2 separate regions of the Pan troglodytes genome follow, and region 1 is linked to region 2. A link is a contact called in public Hi-C data. All regions are on one chromosome and are shown on one strand. The core of a region is the stretch at or near the end of the contact, and the rest is flanking DNA. Distances in the headings are between cores, read along the strand shown.

What was found. A called contact is a pair of places that touch in the nucleus more often than the background predicts.
Region 1: a contact with region 2 is called in a Hi-C map of blood, with 6 times the contacts expected there. The contact joins two enhancer-like sites. A contact is called at or near these places in 2 of 7 Hi-C or Micro-C datasets (blood and stem cell-derived neural progenitor cells).

Annotation. Positions count from the first base shown.
Region 1 is chr6:56,237,892-56,243,439 of NHGRI_mPanTro3-v2.0_pri, reverse strand. No RefSeq gene overlaps it. Among named protein-coding and RNA genes, the nearest start is that of FIGNL1, 39 kb to the left of the region's middle. Within about 2 kb of position 3,474, at least 1 of the 24 cell types and tissues checked has an H3K27ac peak or open chromatin away from gene starts, as enhancers often do.
Region 2 is chr6:55,976,277-55,981,451 of NHGRI_mPanTro3-v2.0_pri, reverse strand. SPMIP7 (sperm microtubule inner protein 7) reads right to left here. Exons shown (of 9, transcript XM_519560.8): 8 at 169-276. Among named protein-coding and RNA genes, the nearest start is that of SPMIP7, 53 kb to the right of the region's middle. Within about 2 kb of position 3,326, at least 1 of the 24 cell types and tissues checked has an H3K27ac peak or open chromatin away from gene starts, as enhancers often do.

The sequences.
Region 1 (5,548 bases), core at 2,225-4,724, 260 kb before region 2:
TTCCAGAAGTCAGGAGACAGCTTGCGTGATGACCTTGGAGCAGGTTCTGGCCCACCCTGGGATGGCGTAACTGTGGCCAAGTCACCGTGTGAACCGAGCCTGTGCCTTCATCCATGATCCAGGGCCTGGTACCGCAGGGAACGAAGGGAGCGGCAGTGCTGGGTACATTAGCAACCCGAGAGCATCAGGTCAGGAACACGGCCAGGCCAGGGAAGAGCCAGGGACAGGCTGGCTGTGGTCCCTCCCTGGCTCTCGGTGTTCCCCCAGGACCCCATTTCCTACAGTGTTTCCCTTCCTACAGTGACATGCGTATTAATGGTAATGTTGAAGAGGGGAGGTGGGACATTTTTAGTTTAACTATATTTGTGGAAAGCTGGATTAAATAAACCATCTTCTATTCTGCCCAGGGCATTTCAAATGCTAAGGCACATTGTGGATCTCCAAAAGAGGGAAGAGTGTGTGGCTTTTCCCAAATCGTTTGCCCCATTCTCCTTTTTTGCATTATGCATAATGGGCTTTAGGAAATGTGGCTTGAGGGTGACTCCCTATGACCTTGAAAACGGCTCTCTGCTTCCTTGGCCTTAGTTTCACTACCTGAAATTGGTGCTCACACCCCTCTCCGCCCTTCCTCAGGGGGCCCATGCATTCATGACAGCCCTGCAGCTTCAAGGTCAGGACAGGGGCTCAGCTCCTGCTGCCTTCCCCAACCCTCAGAGGGCACCTCTTTGGCTGAGTGGTGGACCCCTTCTCTCCAGGCGTCTGGCACTCCCCAGCCCCCAGGACACTCCTCCAGCCCAGCCACACGGCCTGGCCTTCCTTCAGCACTATTCCTTGTCCAGGCCTCTGTACCGCATTCACGCTGCCCCCTCTGCCTGAAACTGTCTGCTGCCTTTCTTTGCCCAAATAACTCCTGTCTTTCAGTTCAACTACATCCTTACTGATTTTCTGCCTGCTGGATCTGTCCATTTCTGATGGGGAATGTTGGAGTCTCCAGCTCTAGGAGTGGGTTCATTGATTTCTGTGCGGTTCTCTCCACTTTTGCCTCATGTATGCTGGTGCTCTGTTGTTAGGCATGCACATGCTAAGGATTGTTACATCTTGTTGGAAAATTGACCCCCGTGTCATTATGGAATGCCCCCATTTACCCTGATGCCTTTGCTTGCTGTGACTCTGCTGTGTCTGATATCAATCAGTATAGCTACTCCAGGTTTCTTTTGATAGTGTAACTATGGTATTTTTTCCTTAATTTCTTTACTTTTAATCCTTATGTGTCTTTATACTTAAAATGGATTTATTTTTTCCTTTTTTTATTTTTTTGAGACGGAGTCCCACTCTGTCATCTAGGCTGGAGTGCAGTGGCGCGATCTCAGCTCACTGCAACCTCCACCTCCCGGGTTCAAGCGATTCTCCTGCCTCAGCCTCCTGAGTAGCTGGGATTACAGGCGCTTGCCACCATGTCTGGCTAAGTTTTGTATTTTTAGTAGAGACGGGGTTTCACCATGTTGGTCAGGCTGGTCTTGAACTCCTGACCTCGTGATCCACCCGCCTCAGCCTCCCAAAGTGCTGGGATTACAGGCATGAAAAATGGATTTCTTATAGACAACATCTAGTTGGGTCACATCTTTGGATCCACTGAAACTCTATCTTTCAACTGCTGTCCTCAGACTATTGATGTTTAAAGAGATTATGGGTACATTTGGATTCATGTTGATTACATTTGTAACTGTTCTCTATTCTATGTGTGGGCCTTTTTGTTTGGTTTTGTGTTTGTCTTCCACTCTTCTTGCCTTCTTTGCTTTGAGTATTTTGTATAATTCAATTTGTCCCCTCTCTGCCTTCTCTTTTTCAAGATTCAGCTGAGGTGCACTTGGTCCCATGGGTCCTGTGTACCTTTGGGTCCCGGGTGTCTGTGTCGGCAGCACAGAGCTTGTCTGTGGACAGTCTTGCCTGACGGTTGCCCATTTCACCCGCAGCTCCTCCAGGGTGGTGGCCTTACATTCTCAAGTCTCTGACCCTGGCTCCTGGTCCTGGGATGACAAGGGCAGGCCTAGTCAACGCTGGTGGGACAGGACAGAACTATGTATATAGGGCGGCACTTGAATGAGCATTAACACAAACACACATTCATAGTACTAAAAGCATGTTTACATTGGAAAATAAAAAGCCCCAGAAGCTTTCTTGAGGGAAATCCCCTCTCCCCCACGCCGACTGCTGCACAGCTGAACTCCTCCATGACCAAAGGGGGCTCTTCCGGCCTTCCCTGCCCCACGGCCCTTCTCTAGATTCAGCCAGTTCACCTCAGGGCCAGAGGCTCTGCCTGTCCCCCGGAGGAGTTCTTTGTCCAAAAGAAGGGCCTCAATGCTAAGATGAGGAGAGTACCCTCCTGGAGCACCCAGGAAGCCCAGGGGTCAGCACCCTATTGCGTCTGGCCCTTTCTCTGGGAGTAGGGGAGGGGGGCAGTTGATGTTGGCTGTGGAGCAAGTAGAAAGATGGCCAGAGCTTCAAAGGGAAAGCCATGGGCCTCAGGCCCACGTCATTGACTGGGGCAAGATAAGACCTCAGGGAGTCCAGGGCTCTGGGAAGGAATCTCCAGCAGAAGCTTCTTTCTGTTGTTATTGGAGGCTCAGGATGTGTGAGACCAGCCTCTGCCCTCCACAGGCTCACAGTCCAATGGAGGAGGTGGACATCCCATACACTGTGGGGTGAGAGCCCTAAGACGGCTGACATGAGGGCTTGAGGAATTCAGAGACCAGATCTTGAGAAAGCTCCAAAAATTAGGTGCAATAAGTTCTGCCTTGTCCCAGAAGAACTCAGCAGGCAGCCAAGCACGGGAAGACTTCCCAGGACCAGCAGGGCCCTGTGATGCGAGGAAACCTGGGAATCGGGTGTGATTTGGAGGTTGGGAGGAGGCTGGGGGATTATCTGGGGTCACATCTCACTGAGGATGGATGCCTTCCTGAAGATGAGATCTGACCTGGGAGACCAGCTGACCAGCTTCCCTCAGCTCTTGGGGTCCCTGCCTCCATGCTTGTCAGCTTTAATTCCCCATCAGTGCACGAAAACACAAAACCGTTCTCCCATGGGGTGGTATGAGAGACCAACTTAAAAAAGGAATCGTGGTGCTCACAGAGGTGGGAAGTGGGTGTGGGCAGAGGGGATTTACAGAGGATTTTGCAAGGGGCAGTGCCCACTGAGGGTGGGGATCAGGGCAGTGCCCAGAGGGAGGAGGTCCCTGAAAGGGGAATCAAATTGAGGGACCCTGAAACTGCACACCCTCCTTACTGTGGGGCCCAGCCCACCCTCTACCCACAGGAAGCTGGAGGGAGAATGACAATGAGGAAGCTCGCGCAGGTGCCTGGGGAGGAACAGCACCGTGAGACGGTGGCGGAGAGGAGGCCGCAGCCACTGAGGCCTTCTGGGAACCTGGGATCACATGTGGTCGCAACCACAGAGAGAGGTCTTAGGGTGGCCTTGTTCAGGAGAGGCCCATATGCATGTGCATGGCACCTCCTCGGGCCCAGGGGGGTAGCAAAGCAGAGAGAGAGGCCAGGGCTGACTCATGGGCAGAGAAACAGAAACATTGGGACAATTCACACACTCAACGTCACAACTAGTTGGTTTGACAAAACATGGGAAAGAAGAAGTGAAATTTGTTAACTGTATCGAGATCCATGCAGTTCACTTCAGGGGACAGTTTTGGTACCAAATTATCCTTATTATGCAAATTCCCTCCCCCAGCAGGTTCCAGTTGTGCCCGGGGACCCATGGCGGGTGCATCTGCTTCCCATAGTTCCGATTCACCGAGTTGCCAGGGCCCATCTGCTCAGCCCAGGCCCAGGGCCTGCGGCCAGGGAGGAGGGGGCGTGGGCAGGGGCCAGGCTGTTGCTCCAGGACCTGCAGGGCCACTCCTGGAGCTGGAAGTTGATGCAGCCTGCCTTGAGCAGCCCAGATCCCAGACGTGGACAGGAGACAGAGTTCTAGGGATGTCTGCCTTGTTCCTGTCTTGGCCATGTCAAAAAGCAGAAAAAGCAAGGGAGTATCCCCATGAGGCTCTTACCTTTCTCCTTAGAAAAGTGCAGCCAAGAACTTGGCCTTTCCAAAGCATCGGCCTCCATGAGGCCTGGGCTGCATTGCAGGGTCCTGTCTTCTTTGCCGGCTGCTCTCCAGAGCCCATCTCTGCCCACCCTTGCAGTCCACTGTCACCCACCACTTGAAGGTCATTGCCAGCATCCTAAACACTTGGCTCAGTGGCCTCATCTCTGCCCCCTTCCTTATTGCATCTGCTTTGTTGAACCTATTTGTGGGCCTCTTTTTTTGAATTAAAAAAACAATTCTGAGATGCTGTCCCCAATGAGTTTTCCTATCTGGAAAAGCCCCTCTTATTTCCTTTGCCTAATTCCTCCTGCTTCTCCTCTCCCCACGCTCCCCAGAACCATCCCCTACCCTCCACCTCTTTCCTGAGGCGACATGTACCTGTCACAGCTCCCATTATAGTAGCCTATGCCTCATGACTCCCAAATGCATCGGCCATCCATGGGGACCCAGCTGTCCCACCCATGCTTACACAAAGCCAAGTTCCCCTCCTCCAATCCTCTGCCCATTTTCCCTTTTCTCAGTAATGGCTCATATAGGCTCTGAGACTGGGTTTCACTGCCTTACCTCTCGTCAAAGCACAATAGATTTAATTATCTTAAATAGATGTTATGCAACAAATATTTATTGAGCATCTAAAATGTTCCAGGTACTCTTTTTGACACTGAGGATATGGCATTAAATAAATACAAAAAATCCCTGCTCATGGAGCCTGCGTCCTAGTGGCAGAGTCCAGTCCTCTCTTCTCTGCTTCTCTCCTCTCCTGACTTCTGCTGGTTAGTGTCAGCATCCTTGCTGTGGGTAAAGCCTCTCTTCTGCCTGGATGGCATGGCCCGCTTCACTGTCTCCAGAGTTCTCATTGCATCACCGCCTCCCCCTCACCTCCTAAGACTCCTGGATGCCTCCCTATCCACCTGTTCAAACTCCTCCTGTCTATCCTCAATCTACATTTCTGAATTTATCTCCTATTTTTTTCTCCTTGAGTACTCTTTCCCAGACAAACAGGGCTATTGCTGTTGGACTTCTGGTTCTGACATACAACAGATTTCATTCACATTTGTTCTGTCTTGAATGCCCTTCTTACACCCCCAATCCTCTGCTTCCAATATCAAAATCCCAATCATTCCGAAAAGCTGGGATCAGACAAGATCTCTTCCAGGAAGCCTTCTGTAATCCTCAAGTGAGAAGTGATGTTTCCTTCCACTGGGCTTTTACAGCACTTTATCACTTTAGAGCGCTTTTCATTGCACCTTGTTTTGTAATCACCTTTGTGCTGGGTCATTTCTCCCTGTGCTTTCTAGAGTGCAGGCACAGGAGTCAGGTGCTCAGGGGCAAGTGCTGGTCCTAGTATTTCCAGCTGTGTGACCCCAGGCAGGTTACTCAGCTTTTCCAAGCTTCAAAGTCTTCATCTGCAGAACTGGAGGTGACAATGGTACTTGTAGAGACAGACAGGGAG
Region 2 (5,175 bases), core at 2,077-4,576:
GTAGGAAAATGGAAAATTATCTTTTTTCTGTTTCGGACTTGATGCCACATTTTTAAAAACAATGTAAATTTGCTTTTACTATTTAATTGTTCTTTAATGGAATAAACACAATTAGGATTTCCCCTCCTAATGTATCTGAGCAAATTGAGTAATAGGATTCATACTTACCGGTGCAGTTCTGAATCTGGTGATGGGGTTGTTGATGGAATATTAGAATTTGCTGGGTGGGTGGCTGTGAAATGAACCTTGCCGGTATATCCTGGAATATTTGCAGCACTAAAGTGAAGAGTTAAGAGAGGAGGAAAAGAGGAAATTAAAATGATGATTTGTGAAATTGTCATGGTAACTAGCACCCAAATATGAAAAATATAAAGAAAGATGCAGTCTAATTTTTTTTTTCCTGTATGAGGTGTGGAACTTGGGCTGTCCAAAAAGGAAACAGTGCAGGCCTGGGGCATGCTGATGCACAGGTACTTAGATAACAGCCTTATGCTGGGGTCGATAAAATTTATTTCAAGTTCATGTTTTTCTGCTATTTTAAATTTCCATGTCTTTTACAAACATGACTCACTGCTGAGCTCTGTTTCATAATGAAGGAAGATACCAGGTCTTGACAGAGTGGCAGACCTGTATCCCACACATATTTCTGTAATGCAGACTCTAATATTAATGAATATACACTCTTACATTTATAGCATTGTTACTTTTATCAGATATCTTTCTTATCACCATTAATGTACTGCATTATAAATTTCAGATGATTTCCTAAAATTGCCCATTGGAAACAAATGTACACCAGCATTAATTCTACAACAGTCTGTTTAGAATTTGAATTTAAACAGTTTAGTTTGAATTCCACTGACTCTTCTGCTTCCCTGTTCTTTTCTCCACCAGGGACAGTGGGAGATAAAAGGAAAATACAAGAGTGAAGAAGCTGTTCTTCAGCGTGTATAAAAGCTCTCTCTCTCCAGAAAAGGCAAACGAGCATTCAAGAGAAAGGCTTAAGTAGGTAGTTCAGAGGAAGGAATGTGAAGAATAATGAATATTCTTGTGATAGCACACAAGTTGGTTTACACAGATTATTTCCTAGGAGGTGGGTAAGGCTTGTGGGACAGGCCCAGCGTGAAGCTCCATCCTGTGTGCTGCAAGGAGTTGAGGAAAATAAGATTTAAATTGTATTTCAAAGTCCAAGAACACAACATTTACAGATCATGAGGCTCTGTGTAATAGCCTACCATCTTTGCAGAGTCGTATCAACGCCATGGCCTCAGCTCACTGTGCTGGCCTCAGGGAGGAATAAGAAAGGCCACCATCATGAACTTGCCCCCAGGGAGGAAAGGGCCAGTGGGCAGATTGCAAATTTCATTCATCTCAGTGGCTTTCACTTGCCATCCTTGGACCTTTCTCTGAGAGCAGGACATCCTTGTGGCATGGTTCCCTATTCAAAACTGGCGCCCAGACAAAATGCAACACAATAGCAACAAGCAAACCTCTGTGGGTGGTGGAGGAATGGTTCTTCAATGGCTGCCTTGGTTATATCCATGACCTTCCCACACGACCAGTAAGCCAAACAAAGCCTTCTCCAGGAACCACTTATCTTAGGAGTAATTTTCAAAATTTGGAGCTTATAGGAGTTGCTCCTGAAAGTATCAGGTGACAAGGCAGGCAGAAGAGAGGTTAGTGAAAGGGGTGTGTGCTTAAGGGTTGGGAGGAAGATTCAGACCCCGGTTCCCCATATCATCTCTGGGATCTGGACTGGACATAGTCTTTTGGAGCCTTCTAGCCTCAGCCTGACCCCGAGTAGTGATACCAACCGGAATGACTTGGGTGAGGGAGAAGTGGAAACAATGAGAAGGATTCACACTGCAATTTCTTGGTGTCCTTCCCACATTGATTATGTGCAAGTATCAGAATGTTAGGGGGAAAATACATATCAGGCAGGGAATTGCACTAATAAATCTCCTAATTCTCTTCCAGCTGTGTAATTTATGACTCTGTTGGTGATGACTTATTGGCTTGCAGGTGATATAATCAAGGACACCCAGAGACTAACAAAGTGAAGGGAAATTACATCTATGGCAACAGCAGAATAAACAGTACAAAATAACAGATTTTGTGAGACTAGGAAAATAAGGCAGCTAAAGAGTGGGGGAAGCCCACTGCATCGAGAAGCAGGCTTCTGTGGCAAGCCTGACTCTGCCCCTTAACCAACTGTGAGGTTTTACTCCAGTGAAGAAAGCTCTCTGGGCTTCAGCTCGGTCAACTGCAGCATGAAGAGGACAACACTAACCTCTTAGGGGCACTCTGGGGATTAGAGGAATTCAATGAATATGAAAACAGCTAGCAAACTGTTAGCACTTAATAGATGCTAAACTAATTTCGATTGAAATACAGTAATTTAAAGAAATAAAACATTTACAAAATAAGGGCCATGCACATGGAGATTGCAAAGTTTATCCAGTACAGACTGCTGAAAAGATGCTAAGACAGAGGTTCCCAATGGTGCTGCACACTGACATCTCAGGGGCATCTTTAAAGGTCCCAATGCCTGGCTCCCACTCCCACAATTTTTTTTTTTTTTTTTGAGATGGAAACTCGCTCTGTTGCCCAGGCTGGAGTACAGTTGCACAATCTCGGCTCACTGCAACTTCCGCCTCCTGGGTTCAAGCGGTTCTCCTGCCTCAGCCTCCTGAGTAGCTGCTATTACAGGTGTGCACCACCATGCCCAGCTAACTTTTGTATTTTTAGTAGAGTCGGGGTTTCACCCTGTTGGTCAGGCTGGTCTTGAACTCCTGACCTCGTGATCCACCCGCCTCGGCCTCCCAAAGTGCTGGGATTACAAACGTGAGCCACCGTGCCTGGCCCAGCCCCACATTTTAATGTAACTAGTAAGTGGTGTGGCCTGAGCACTGGGACTTTTGACAGCTCTCCAGATGATTCTTCTGTGCTGCTAAGTTCAGGAGCCTCTGTTTTACAGCCACATTGTCAAGCTTGCTGGAGGGACCTAGGTGAGTGAACTGAAGCTGCTGAATTCTAGGCAGTGCCCTGCAGGATTTTTTGGAATTTTGTTGGAAAAGTGCAGCTGTAAGTTAGAGAGGTAACCCAGAATGAGGCAAAGTTATTCATGCGTGTGTCTCTCCCCCAACCATTCATTAAAGCTTCCATGCATGTTACAAAGGAAATCCCCTCCATCTGTGTGAAAGGTTTTTTCCACTGCCTTTGAAAACACCTGCAGAATTAAAATGCCTCTAAAGTCATATCCTGCCATCAGAGCAGTTAAGAAGTCAGAGGGATGGACGCAGGCCATCTGTCAATCACATGAAGGGCTTGATAAAAAACATTGCACAGCCTCTGTGCCTCTGTGGCATGCATGTTATTGATGCTAAATGGTATCATATGTTACATTGTCTTAATGCTATTAGATTACATCATATTTAATAATAACATTTCATGAAAGAGTAGACTGATTAGCTGCTCAGTCTTGAGAATGAATTCAGTTGCATAATAAACTGCCAAATATTTGAAAACGAAAGTCCTCACCCACACTGCTTCTAAATCTATTCCATTTAACCCTGGCACGTATGGCCATAACAAGGGGAATTTTGCCATCTTAAGTGCAACACAGTGACCTTATATTAAGAGGAGAATACTCTCTGGGGAACACTTTAGACTGCTGATAGGAGATATTATTTTTCAGCTGGAGGGAACAAAGCTATTAAAGATACTGAAACATACAAGCCGGGAAATGGATTTCCAGGTTAGTCGCATGTTCAAAGAATTCCACTCCCCATTTGAGGAAAGTAGAGAGAAGCAGAGACCCACTTAAAAATAAGAATTCTTCACTTTTGCCTTTGCTCCACAGCTTCTAGTCCTTTAAATACCTTATTTTGTACTCCCTAGTTCCAAATAAGCCAGGATTTTGTTCACTAATTGATAAATTTGAATATATTATTGCCCAAGTCTACAATGAATTGGTTCTCAACAAAACATGATAAAATAGAAATTAAGTAATTTAAGAAAATCAAGACGTTTAGTAACTCAGAGGAAGGGAGCACAGATGGTATATAAGTTAAATATGAGGGGAAAAATGTGGAGAAAACCATGTTATACGAAGAATATATGTATTGTATATGTGCATAAAATTTAGGCATGCATAGAAATTCTCACTCTACACTGTAAACACGACTAATAGTCATCGAGTATGTTCTATATTCCAGGCACCCTTTTAAGTGCTTGATGTAAATTGACTGTTTAATTCTCACAACAATCTTGTGTCATAGGTCCTATGATCATGTCCATTTTATAGATGGAGAAACTGACACAGAGAAAGTCTAAGTATCATGGCCGGCACCAACCAAGCTGGCAAGTGGTAGAACTGGACCTCAGTGTGACTGAACTGAATAGGAAGGACCATTGGCATTACTCCCAGCCCAGCCAGGAGAGCCTCATTAGCTCACAGTGGGCTGCAATTATACAGGGTGGGGCGTAAGTGCAGGTTCAAATCAATGTGATAGTCTTTTATTTAGAGCCATTCTATATCAGATACAGTTCTAGGCAGACATCAAGCTGACTTAGCTCCCAACAGCTTTCACACTAATACTTTTAATTTTAAAAATGCACATTTAAATGTTTAAAGATCCCAAGTGAACAAAGACCATGGATGCGACATAAGGGAGGGGAGTGTGAGACAGACACATTTAATTCCAGGGCTGCCCTGACCAGCTGTGTGAACTTAGACCTCAACTGAAGTTTTCTCAGGCATCCTCACCTATAATTGGCCATCAGTCAGGGTAGCTGCACTCCCTTGGAGGGTGCTGGGGGCGATGTGATGCAAGTAAAGGCCTGGCACAGTGCCCAGCATGCAGCAGGTGCAGACCCATGTGACAGGAGCAGCAGGTGATGGATGGAAGTTAGGGTGGGCAAGGGGAGCAGAAAGTGGGAGAGGGAGGAAGAGTAGTAAATTCCAGACTTGGACTTTAGGGAGGGTCAGCCCAGAGGGCTGAGAGAAGGGAAGGACTGCAGAGAACTGTGAGGCAGATGTGGCTGGAGGGGAAAAGACAGGAGTCCATTGTGAGTTGGGGTTTGTCTGATTTTATTGTTCAATGACAAATGCAAATAAAACTGGAATCATTTTGCAATGACTTTTGGTCACTGGATTGCATTTTTCTGAATATC